2 separate regions of the Triticum aestivum genome follow, and region 2 is linked to region 1. A link is a contact called in public Hi-C data. All regions are on one chromosome and are shown on one strand. Each heading gives the region's core, a stretch centred on a gene start, on an enhancer-like site or on the middle of the called end of the contact. The rest is flanking DNA. Distances are from core to core; before and after follow the strand shown. Region 1 holds the start of LOC123167890 (choline monooxygenase, chloroplastic). Region 2 holds the start of LOC123165805 (leucine-rich repeat protein 2).

Evidence for each region. Hi-C and Micro-C count contacts between places; a contact is called where the count stands out from the background.
Region 2: a contact with region 1 is called in a Hi-C map of leaf, with 2.3 times the contacts expected there. The contact joins the promoter of LOC123165805 here to the promoter of LOC123167890 in region 1. A contact is called at or near these places in 2 of 5 Hi-C or Micro-C datasets (both in leaf).

What each region holds. Positions count from the first base shown.
Region 1 is chr7D:537,417,391-537,423,881 of IWGSC CS RefSeq v2.1, reverse strand. LOC123167890 (choline monooxygenase, chloroplastic) reads left to right here and starts at 4,244. Exons shown (of 10, transcript XM_044585752.1): 1 at 4,244-4,623; 2 at 5,373-5,418; 3 at 5,791-5,926. The coding sequence starts at 4,368.
Region 2 is chr7D:537,547,161-537,553,481 of IWGSC CS RefSeq v2.1, reverse strand. It overlaps LOC123165805 (leucine-rich repeat protein 2), which reads left to right and starts at 2,660. Exons shown (of 6, transcript XM_044583536.1): 1 at 2,660-3,017; 2 at 3,430-3,501; 3 at 3,593-3,736; 4 at 4,022-4,093; 5 at 4,183-4,254; 6 at 4,517-5,047. The coding sequence starts at 2,788. The coding sequence ends at 4,586.

The DNA.
Region 1 (6,491 bases), core at 2,995-5,494:
TTGCTTTCTTCATGACCTATACATGTTCCTATGACTATGAGATTATGCAACTCCCATTTACCGGAGGAACACTTTGTGTGCTACCAAACGTCACAACGTAACTGGGTGATTGTAAAGGTGCTCTACAGGTGTCTCCGAAGGTACTTGTTGGGTTGGCGTATTTCGAGATTAGGATTTGTCACTCCGATTGTCGGAGAGGTATCCCTGGGCCCACTCAGTAATGCACATCACTATAAGCCTTGCAAGCATTGTAACTAATGAGTTAGCTGCGGGATGATGTATTACAGAATGAGTAAAGAGACTTGCCGGTAACGAGATTGAACTAGGTATTGAGATACCGACGATCGAATCTCAGACAAGTAACATACCGATGACAAAGGGAACAACGTATGTTGTTATGCGGTTTGACCGATAAAGATCTTCGTAGAATATGTGGGAGCCAATATGAGCATCCAGGTTCCGCTATTGGTTATTGACCGGAGACGTGTCTCGGTCATGTCTACATTGTTCTCGAACCCGCAGGGTCCGCACGCTTAAAGTTCGATGACGGTTATATTATGAGTTTATGTGTTTTGATGTACCGAAGGTATTTCAGAGTCCCAGATGAGATCGGGGACATGACGAGGAGTCTCGAAATGGTCGAGACGTAAAGATCGATATATTGGACGACTATATTAGGACATCGGAAAGGTTCCGAGTGATTCGGGTATTTTTCGGAGTACTGAAGAGTTACGGGAATTCGCCGGGGAGTATCTGGGCCTTATTGGGCTTTAGGGGAAAGAGAGAGGAGAGGCTGGGCGCCCCCCAAGGCCTAGTCCGAATTGGACTAGGGGGAGGGGCTGCGCCCCCTCCTTCCTTCTCTTCTTTCTCCCCTTTCCTTGACTCCTACTCCTACTACTTGGAAGGGGGGAATCCTACTCCCGATGGGAGTAGGACTCCTCCTAGGGTGCGCCATAGAGAGGGCCGGCCCTCCCCCTCCTCCAGTCCTTTATATACGGGGAGGGGGGCACCCCTTGGAGACACAACAATTGATCCTTTGGATCTCTTAGCCGTGTGCGGTGCCCCCTCCACCATAGTCCACCTCGATAATATTGTAGCAGTGCTTAGGCGAAGCCCTGCATCGGTAGAACATCATCATCGTCACCACGCCGTCGTGCTGACGAAACTCTCCCTCAACACTCGGCTGGATCAGAGTTTGAGGGACGTCATCGAGTTGAACGTGTGCAGAACTCGGAGGTGCCGTGCGTTCGGTACTTGATCGGTCGGATCGTGAAGACGTACGACTACATCAACCGCGTTGTGCTAACGCTTCCGCTTTCGGTCTACGAGGGTACGTGGACACACTCTCCCCTCTCGTTGTTATGCATCACCATGATCTTGCGTGTGTGTAGAATTTTTTTTGAAATTACTACGTTCCCCAACAATGAAGACAATCACCGCAGCGATTATTCCCCTCCCGATGGCACTCCGGCGCCACCGAGAGAAAGGAGGAGAGGTTCTCCCCCTTGTGCTTCCTCCGCCATGGCCTCCCCCCTAGATGGGGAGAGGTTCTTCCTCTGGTCCTTGGCCTTCATGGAGATGATGGCCCCTCCGGGATCCTCCTCCATGGCCTCTGGTGATGATGGCCCCCTCCGGCAGGGTGCCAGAGAGGGCCTAGATTGATTTCTCGTGGCTACCCCGTCGGTTTTGGGAGCCCCTCGAGCCCCCGCGTCGCTCCCAGGGCGACTCGGGAGGCGAAACCCTAGCCGCCGCCCAGGCTCCCCTCCTTCCCCTCCCTTCCCTCGCCGTCGCCGGAGGATGCCGGCGGGCAAAGCCCTCACCGGTGGACGGCGGCGGCGGGGCCCTCGTTCGCGTGCTCGCGCGCTTCTGCTGGGCGCGCTGGAGCGGCGGGCGGCCGTCTGCTCGCGGGGAGGTAGAGATGGCGTGGACTGCGTGCGAGGTGGCGCTGCCATGGCGGCCGCCGGCCGCTGATGCGTGCGGCAGAGTTGAGGGCGCCCAGATCTGGGCCGCACGAGCCCGCCCAGGCCGGCGACAATCACTCTGCCCCCACCCACCCCTCTCCCTCCTCCCACCCCTCCCGGCCGCCGCCGGCGGTTGCCGCTGGGTTAGTAAGCACGCGTGCGGCGACCCTGACGGTTGCTGCTCCTCTGTGCCCCGGCGGATCCTGGCGGCGGAGGCTGGGGGCCAGCGCGGTGGCGGCGCGGTGCAGGTGGCTGCTGCCACCTGCTGGACGCGCTCCCGGCGGTGGCCGGCCTGCTGGAGCTGCGCTGGTCGGTGCCCACTCCTGCGACGACAACGTTTCTAGCCTTCCCCCATGTGTGTTGGTCTTCTACGACGATTCTTCGCCATGCCCGGTCTGCCATTGCATCTGAGGTCTTCGTTCTTGGGTCGGGGCGAAATCCCCGCGCGGCGACGGCCTGCGCTGTCAACGGCGACGCCCGAGGGTGCCGTCACCTCCTTGGAGGCGTTGGCATGACCCTGACCGGACCTCCTCCTCGAACACCGGGAGAAATCCTAGGTCCGGCCTCCCGGACCGGGCAGCGGCGGCGTCTCAACGCTGTTCCCCTCTTGATGGCGCTGCTTTGGCTGCAAGTGGAGTACTTGATGCGGCAGATGGTGGTTGGCGATGCATCGCTCTGGCGTAGACTGCTACACAAGGAGCAGGTCGCAACGTTTGCCTGCGCCGGCGCTCCCCAATGAATGCTACACCAGTTCCAATCAGGCCCTGCTTTTCACCCGCCGACTCTCTAGGCACATGGGTGCGAGGTACGTCGGCTTGGGCAGTCCTGAAGCTGCATTCGTCCCTGAAAGTGCCTGGCAATGGCAGTGATGCTACCCTGTTGCTCCGAGTCTCGGTGCTTCGCCATTTTGGCTAGAGGCAAGGCTAGGCGAGGCCTAATGTCGTTGCGTGTCTGTAGTTGAGGGCACCTCCTCACCTAGCTGTAGTCACTTGGTGAGGACGATCGTTTGTGTGTGTGTGTGCGTGTGCGTGTGCGTGTGTGTGTGTCCCTCCTTTCTGGAGGTTGTACCCCCGATGTCTTCCTGTTCAATGCAATGAAACGCAACTCTTTTGCGTTTTCTCGAAAAAAAATCTCGTGGCTACAGAGGCTTGCGGCGGCGGAACTTTCGATCTAGGTTAATTTCTGGAGGTTTATATATATATATATATATATATATATATATATATATATATATATGTATATATATATATATGTATGTATATATATATATATATATGTATAAATATATATAAGAGGTTTTGGCGTCGAGAACAAGTCAAGGGGTTTTCCGGGCTGTCCACGAGGTAGGGGGCGCGCCTAGGGGGTGGGCATGCCTCCCACCCTCGTGGGCAGCCCGGGACTCTTCTGGCCCAACTCTTTTACTCCATGGCCTTTTTCTGGTCCAAAAAAGCGCCGTCAAGTTTCAGGTCAATTGGGCTCCGTTTGGTTTCCCTTTTCTGCGATATTCTAAAAGCAAGGAAAAAACAGAAACTGGCATTGGGCTCTAGGTTAATAGGTTAGTCCCAAAAACCATATAAAATAGCATATAAATGCATATAAAACATCCAAGGTTGATAATATAATAGCATGTATACTTTATAAGTTATAAATACGCTGGAGATGTATCAAGGTGCTCGGCGGATACACGTCGGACAAGCAGCTCGCGTGGAGGAGAAAATCAAAAAGGCAGTCGCTTGCAGAACCAAGCGGGCTCTTGCAGAAGAACCGATTGCCTCACTGCAAAAAGCAAAGAGAAAGAAAGGAATGAAGGAGAGAGAGCTACTTTTGTTTGGATCCAAAGTAAAAAAGGTAGTCATGGAGAGAGATAGGTGGACCACTAGGAGATGGTGCTTGTGTTGGATGGGAAATATCCATCCGGTGGCCTCACCAATTTTTTTCTTAGGTGAAGGCTGAGACCACACCTAGGTTTTTTTTTTTTTTTTTGAGAACAGACCACACCTAGGTGATGCCCCTTGGTTCATGCCCTGAAACCTGCCCGTCCCGAAGAATGACCAGGGTTTAGCCCAGAAGAACCAGGCCGAATGGGCCCAAGTTAAACCTCAATCTTTTGCAATAAGGCCTGGCCAATCTTTGTTTTCTTAGGGAAAGGCTGACGGAAGCAACCAAGCCTTTTTCTTGGCCCAGCCAACCTGGCGGTGGCCTGTTGTTTATTCCGCAGAACGTACAGCGAGAACCTACGAACGAGCTCCTTTCTTGATTCTTCAAAAAAAAAAACTTTTTCCTCGTCCATCGCTAAGCAGAGCACCAACCGAGAACGACAAAACGCAGGGGAAGGCACTGACGGCCGGCCGGCTACTCCCCCACTCCAATTCCTCCCAACCCGCACGCGGCTTGCCAGGGCCGGCGATGGCGATCGCGCAATCCCTAGCCCTGTCGTCCTCCGTAGCCGCCCGCGCCAGGGCCCGCCGCGCCGCGCCGTCCCGCGTGGCCGCCGCGGCGTCGGCGTCGGCGTCGGGCGAGCCCGCGCGGCGGCTCGCCGTCGAGTTCGACCCGGCGATCCCGCTGGCCTCCGCGGTGACGCCGCCGAGCGGGTGGTACACCGACCCGGGGTTCCTCCGGCTCGAGCTCGACCGCGTCTTCCTCCGCGGGTGGCAGGCCGTTGGTACGCGCACTCGATTCCCTGGAAATTTCCTTCCAATTTTCAGGAGGAACAGTCGCTGGCTGTTTCATTGGCGACAGATTACTTTTCTGCACACAGTGACAGTTGCACTGACGGCTGAGTGTTCACTAGCTTGAAATGGATAGTCCAGGTCTTTGGCGATCAGGTCCCGTGACTAACTAATTGGGATCATGGGCAAGGTGCCCGTATGGGAGTAAATCACTTCCTATCGAAATGTTAACATATTTCTAGTTTTGTAACAGGAGTTCCTGGACTGGACTCCTGGAGTGACCGTCCACTTGAGCCTCGCTGGCTCATAGCGAATTGCGATATCGTTGATAACATTGCTCACTTCAATGTTTACTGGTTACTGCCCGACATTTTCTAGTGTGCCAATGACTCACTGATTGCTTTACTCTGTCTGTTGTGTTATATAAATCTTTCAAGTACCCTCTCCTAGGACTCCCGTACTTGATTTGGAAAAATATTAGACAATATGTGGTGTGGGTGGGCGGTGGCGATGAACAAATGCAAATGGGAAAGAAATTAAATAGGGGAATAGTTGGGAAACATCATTTACTTTTACATGTATGCCCTATATTTGTTCAAACAATCTTTAGAATTTATGCCTTATATTAATCAATGGAAGGAATACCATTAGTACAATTTGTGTTTATCTGTTTTCATTAGTTAAACTCTGTAGTTCCTTACTGAGAGGTTACATGGTGCCGACTTGCATGCTTCTTTTCCAGGTCACATAGGACAAGTCAAGAACCCAAATGATTTCTTCACTGGAAGGTGATTGCATCTTGCTTTAATGCTTCTTCGACCTGAATAAATTCTACACTTTCTACAGTATCTGATGTGCAAACCTTTTATAAGTGTAAGTGTTCTTATAATATTTCTAGAACTTCCCACCATGTAATCTGCAACTGAATTTGCCAAAAATATTTGGCTTAATGGAAATTGTTCAGGTGGGTTTAGCGCCCCCGCCCCCCCTCCCCCCCACCCCCCGCTAGACCTTTTCTTTTTCTAAAACAAGGATCTGCATGCACACCACTTGTTTGAAAATTTAAAACTTCCAGTCATGGTTACCTCCAAATTATTGTAAAGAAGATAATTCATGCTGGAGGTTGCTAATTTCAATCATCTAACAAGGTGAACCAACAGCCTTGGAAATGTAGAATTTGTCATATGCCGGGATGCAAATGGGAAACTTCAAGCTTTTCACAATGTGTGCCGTCATCATGCCTCACTCCTCGCATGTGGAAGTGGTCAGAAGACTTGCTTCCAATGCCCTTATCACGTGAGTTCCTTAATAAACACCTTGTAGATATGGTACATACCTGCGGTCTGTACTTATATGCCATAATTTTTCTTCGACTTTCTAGGATAGTCATCTGAATACTTCGCTTATTGACATCTGAGGTAAGAAATGTGGCCACATCCACATAACTTTTCATCAAAAGTTGTTTAGTTGAAAATTTTCATGGGATGGAATCCACATGCTATTAAGTATTAACTAAGGATAGTTCAAAATGTAAATATGACAATGAGGGAATACATCCACATGTCCCATGTGAGGATTAAACGTTTCAAGTTGAATTCCAAAGAAATCCGGTGCTATTTTAGTTGGACCCCCAGCTTCTTGGTGTCTCTGCAGAACTGCCTGAACTAGAAACTATGGCAACAAAACAACACAACATCAGTGGATTTCATATGTGTATTAGTGTAATTATCATTTCTGAGGGAACTAAGTGTGGTGAAGCCTCTGCTAGGTTGGCTGAAACTGAACTTCATCATCATATCATTTGTTTTTATTTGCCTTATTTTTTGTGACTCAGTAGCTAACTAGCTATATAAATTTTTAG
Region 2 (6,321 bases), core at 1,411-3,910, 130 kb before region 1:
AACATTAGAGCTGACAGTATATAAAACCTCGTTATCGTTAGCACCCATCGGATGTCATTGGGCACGCTTGTTGACAGTGTGCTAGCACCTCCAGTAGGTCTTGGGATCGATCCCCGTCACCTCTTATTTTTCTCTTGTATACTGTTTACTGACAGTGGGTCTCACCTAGGCTTTTTATGTAATTAAAATAATTCAGGGAGTTATCTGATTTTTTTTTACTCCCACCCAAAGACATGTGGGCACCCCATGCTGGCATGCCACGCAGGCTGGCCGTTGTACGTCCGGATATAGTACAAAGCACCGTATTTGCACCAAACAACAAGTTAGATGACTATAAATCTGTATTTTTAAAGTTTTAGCATCAAACTGAACATGCAGCGCAAGTTCTATGACTACTAGTGATATTACCTCTTTCATTAATCACAACACTTGAATGTTATCCCCAGAAGCTTACATCTTATTTCTTTATGCATTGGATTACAAATTTCAGGATTTAAGCCGCAACTGAGATTGTTGAATCAAGACTTTAGGGAGCAAATAAGAACTTGACAGATATAATAAAGAACAATTATCAAGTAATTATATTCATTATTTTTTTGCGGGGTAATTATATTCACCAGTTACACATTTAGGTCTTCTCCAAAGAAACATTCTATATTGCACAATATAATTTTGTTTTTTTAGTTTGTTGTCTTAGTTTGCTTCGTTATTTAGAAAATGAGGAGTAGGGATGGGTCCTACTCAAAATAATGTTGTTTTGGTTATGTAATTCAGAGCACATGCTTTTGTTAAGTATTATTATTATAAATGAAATTTGTGCTTGTTCAGTTCTATTCCCCCTATTCCACTATAAACAAATCCGAGCTCATGTTAACTTAATGATCAGGTTGGCCCAATTTAAATACCAACCAATTTGTTTCAACTTTTTTCACGACTGTTGCCATTCCACTATAAACAAATTTGAGCTCTATGGATCAAAGGAGTTGCTATGGGCAAGAACCTACTTGAAGAAGGACGTTCACGACGGTTGTCATTCTATTCTAACTCTCCCAGGTCGAAAAGTTTACATAAAATTTAAATTGGATAACGTGGTTGGATACAGTGCTTTTGGTTGTGTTTACAAGGTACTATTATCCTTTATGTCATTTATGAAGCAGCCTTAGTTATTCTATTATTGTTTCTTTTTAGGCAGTTAAAGTACACCCACACACTACTAGGCTACTACCCTTAACAAAATGATGAAGGGGAATCAGATAAGATTGTACGTGTCTTTCATAGTGGCGTTATTTTCTATCATGAGCCTAAATTTTGATCGGTTATGTTCCATTATGTACTCAGATTATATTCACTTTTGATTTCCTGTATTGTAAATAAGAGTCTTGAGATCCCTTGAGTCTTTAGATATGCCGTGCTTAGTGAAAAGAGGGGCTAGATACATCTGTCTTTCTTCGTCCACCAAAGAGAAGTTGATATTTGTTTCTCGAACTTGATATGGATGTTTTGGGGAAAACTATCTAGCGGGACTGAGATTGCCGTCAAAAGATTCACATCATCATCAACTCAAGGCTCAACAGAATTCACTATTGAGATTGAAATAATTGCAAATCTTCAAAACAGAAATGTAATTAGGTCACTTTGGTTTTGCATTCAAAGGGAAAAGGGATCTCTGGGGTTTCAAATTCAACAAGAAAGAGATGATTCTTGTCTACGAGTACATGCCAACAAATAGCTTGGTCGGTGACCCTGTTTTTTCAGGGTAAGAAAGGGGTAGAGAAAATGCCTCGAGCCGAGGTCTATTTTCTCTAAAACTATATTCACTGAGACTTCGATTTTAAATGTTCTATCGAGACTTTAAAGATTTTTTGCAATTCAGATGTAAATTCAACTTTAATCTTGCGGTGGTTATATGGATCCTGAGCATATCATGTCTAGTAGGAAATTCTCAGTGAGGTCTGATGTGTATAACTTCGGCATCATGGGGCTAAATTTCGTGTTTTGACCCTTTTGAAGAAGTTGTTCACCCTAATTTACAAAAAAAATTGGGATCTGACCCTTTCCCTACCGCCAGGGAGTATGGCGGTAGGGTATAGCAGCCTACCATCAAGGCCCCTGTCGGTAAGGAACTTGACCACGTCAGCGCAATGCATCCCTACCGCCACAGGAAATGGCGGTAGCATGTGTAACCCTACCGCCAAGGTGCACGACGATAGGTGTGCACACGCATTGTGTCTGAAACTTAGAATTTTTTTGCGGCAGGGCGTGCAACCCTACTGCCATGAAGCTTGACCGTAGGCTGTTATACCCTACCGCCATGTCCCTTGGCAGTAGGAAAAGGATCAGATTTCGAAATTTTTGCAAGCGAGGATCAACAGCTTCTTCAAAAGGGTCAAAACATGAAATTTTGCCGCATCATGGTTCGTGAGATCATGAAATTGCTTTCGCCTGCATCGTATCTTTCAGCCCCATGTACAAGCTTTTTGATCGGTCCGTTCCAGCTTTTTTTCTTTTATTCTCTACCTTGTGTCCTCCTCACTTTTCATTACTGACGCAGCTTCCACCCCAGTGAGCCTCTGCAGATAAATTGATTCCTCCGCGTGCTCCGTCCAAAGTTTGACCGTGGACTCGTACCCTCCTTTTGCCGTATTGACCACACCACTCGGTCACGCAGCGCCTTCCCCATTTCCACAACCGCCCGTCCTCCTCCCCCTCCTCCCACGCTACAGCAGAGCAGAGGAGAGCAGCAGCAGCCCCGTCGATCTACCCCGCGCCCGGCCTCTCCTCGCCGCCATGGCGCCTCGCGTGCCCTCCTCCTCCCTCCTCCTCGTCGGCGCCGCCCTGCTGCTGGGCCTGGCGGCCGGCGCGGCGCGGGCGTCCAACGAGGAGGGGGACGCGCTGTACGCGCTGCGGATGCGGCTGTCGGACCCCAACGGCGTGCTCCAGAGCTGGGATCCCACCCTCGTCAACCCCTGCACCTGGTTCCACGTCACCTGCGACACCGCCAGCCGCGTCGTCCGCCTGTAAGCGACAGCCCTTCCCCTCTCCCTCTCGCCCAGCTCCGCCCAATCAAGCTTTCATCTTCCAGGGTTTCCCCGCGCTTGCTCAGATTGGCCCAGAATCCCAGCTCGATTTTGGTTACTAGGTCAAATTGCTTGCTCAATTTTTTATTATTTTTGCTTGCGTGCTGGCAAGTGTCAAGGATATTGATGCTCTTTGGTCTTCGACTTGCTTCTTGTTCAAGGGAGATAGCTAGCTTAAGCAATAACTGAATAATCACATCACTGTTCAGAAGGGCCGATTTTTTATGAAAAAAATGAATAACTTGCAAGCGTAATCAATAACATGGCGTCTGTCTGTCATAGTTCAACAATATTGCATCCTGCTGGTTGGATGACCGTGTTGTCTGACGGTCTTTGTGGCAAATTTGTGCAGGGATTTAGGCAACTCCAACGTCTCCGGCTCCATCGGCCCCGAGCTCAGCCGCCTTGTTAATCTTCAGTACCTGTATGTGCCCCTACGATGATGAATTCCACCGTTTGTGTTAGTCGGACGGAACAAAATGGTTTGGTTTTCTCAATCGAAACTTGATTTGCAGGGAGCTGTACAGGAACAACCTCAATGGCGAGATTCCAAAAGAGTTGGGCAAGCTGAAGAATTTGATCAGCTTGGATCTGTATGCCAATAAGCTTACCGGAAGAATCCCCAAGTCGCTTTCCAAGCTCGGCTCACTGAGATTCATGTATGTATTATTCTCTGATTGCACTTAATTCCTCCACAGCACATAACTACAAATGCCCCCTCTAAAAAAACTAGTACTAATTCATGGCATCTTTCTTTAGTCCAAGTGATATACCCAAAATGGCTGGGAAGTTGTGCCCGTAATTCTGAATAAACTGAAATGCAATTTAAAATTTTGCTTTTGGCATAGTTAAGCATTAAATGTATGAAAAGGGCCTAAGTTTGTCTCTCTTAATTCATATATGAACAATTTTCCCCAAGTGAATACTAAAGCAATTTCTTATAGGCGTTTGAACAACAACAAACTTGCTGGATCAATTCCACGGGAGCTGGCCAAACTCTCCAACCTGAAAGTCATGTGAGTGTGCATCTTAACATATGTATACCAGATTTAGTTGTGCTGTTGATTCTCTATGGTCGCTGACTTTAAGTCATTGTGACATGCAGTGATTTGTCTAACAATGACTTATGTGGGACGATCCCCGTCGATGGTCCATTCTCAAGCTTCCCTCTTCGAAGGTATATCTCAAAGGCCACTAGCATGTTTTGTGGAACCAATGTGCATCTGGAGTCCTAAAAAGCTCAGACATTTGTACTGTAATTCGTAAGGGCGATGGTCTAGTTTTTCATGATTGCATATACTAGAAATGTTATGATGATGGTATTTGAGGTCGTGTCTCATGACTTTTTTTTCCGACTGCTCAGTCATTCATAAGTTGATAGCTCTCATATCGGGTTGATGCGATGAATGGCTAATAAGACATAACTGTTATTTTTCCAGCTTCGAGAACAACAGCAGGCTGAACGGCCCAGAGCTGCAAGGATTGGTTTCCTATGACTTTGGATGCTAGGAAGCGCCGACGCACACGACAATGCACGTGGAAGGAAGGCAAAAAAAATATAGTAGTACAACAAATAGTATGGAGCCTAGCACTACAACATGTATGGCTTGCGATACATGCAGCAGAAGATGAAGAAGGTATGTGAGCATAGGGTCTGCGTTCGGTACTCAGACCGCAGAAGGAAAAGAATGGGGTGTGAGAAGTCTTAGCTTGATCGATTGTTATTGCCGTATTGTAAATTGTAATAAGCTGCTTAGTACCGCAGCTAAGCTGACCGCTTGGGTCCACTTAGCAAGCCTTTGCCAGTTCGGAACTAAATCCGAGCTGATGAAGAATGTATCTCAAGTTTTATCTACAAACGATCCACATCTCTTTGCTATGTTAGTATGGTTGAAGTACAAGCATTGTAGTGCAAAACAATATGAAGACTTTATTCATCCATGAAATGTACAATATGTACAGTGGCACAATGTTAAGTGACATCGATAAACATGAGCTCCAGCAGTTGCCCGGATGGTGGCAGCAATTGTAGCGAGGACAACCCGTTACAGGAGACGAGGCTACTTTGCATACATGAATCAGTGGTAATCTGTATCATTTGGATCAGTGGTAATCTGTATCATTTGGATCCAATATTTTAATGCTTCCGAACAATCAGATTCAACTTAACTGAACCAAACTAGTAATTTTAATGCTTTTCTGTTGGAGCTAACATGAATGAACCATTGATATCCCACCCAGTAGTCATGTAAGCATGAAGCATCTGTGAAAACCACTTTCTATTCAACCGGTGAGCATGGTGTTGTGTTGCTTTTCATGCTAACTATAGTTACCTGACACTGAAGACTAAGACAAGATTACAGAAGAGAACTGGAGAATCAGAAATAAAAATCGTGCCTGCATAGCGATCCTGTGAGATAGAAAAAATGCTGGTGCACTGTTGTTTCTAAATGCCTTCAAAATTGATTATCGCTTGACAGATGGAACTCTCATATCAGTCGTTCTACTCTCAGAGAAGATGCATCTCCAGTTGTCTAGGAGAACACATGGCATGCAACAATGACAGCAAAATTAGGCAAGTATTTTGCAGCTGGTTCTGCCGGCTGTCTACCATGTAACCTGAGTAGCAAAGATGATTTCGACATCTGACGCTCTATCTCAAGCGCCGCAACCACATCTTTCACTATGATGCCACAAGCCACTTTCATGTGCGCTGATCTTCTAACGCCGCCTGATGAAAAACCACAACACATTCATGGTTAAAAAAGTGTATGCATGGCAGAAGCTCTCAATTAGGGCTATTTAACATGCACTTATTTCCAGATTCATGAACTCCCAGAAGTTGAATTATTCATATATATCCTTTTTGAGGATAATCAACTGATCTGACACTTCCCTTTGAAAGAGATTGACATTGCTATTCTATTTATTTACAGAGGAAATCACCTCCAGTAATCAAATAATCAAAGCCCACAAGATAACCCACTCATATCTTAACAGATAAAACTCTTCCCAATTTAGAAGGATTGGATTTTGTAACGAGAACGCCAGACTAACTAGGCGCGGTTTCTATGTACAAGAAACAGACGACCAACGAGTTGAATAATAATAGGGCATCGTAGGACGGGAGGGACAAATGATGAAAATGTGGCTTTATAGTACTCCCTCCGTCCTATAATATAAGAACGTTTTTGACACTAGTGTAGTGTTAAAAACGTTCTTATATTTTAGGACAGAGGGAGTA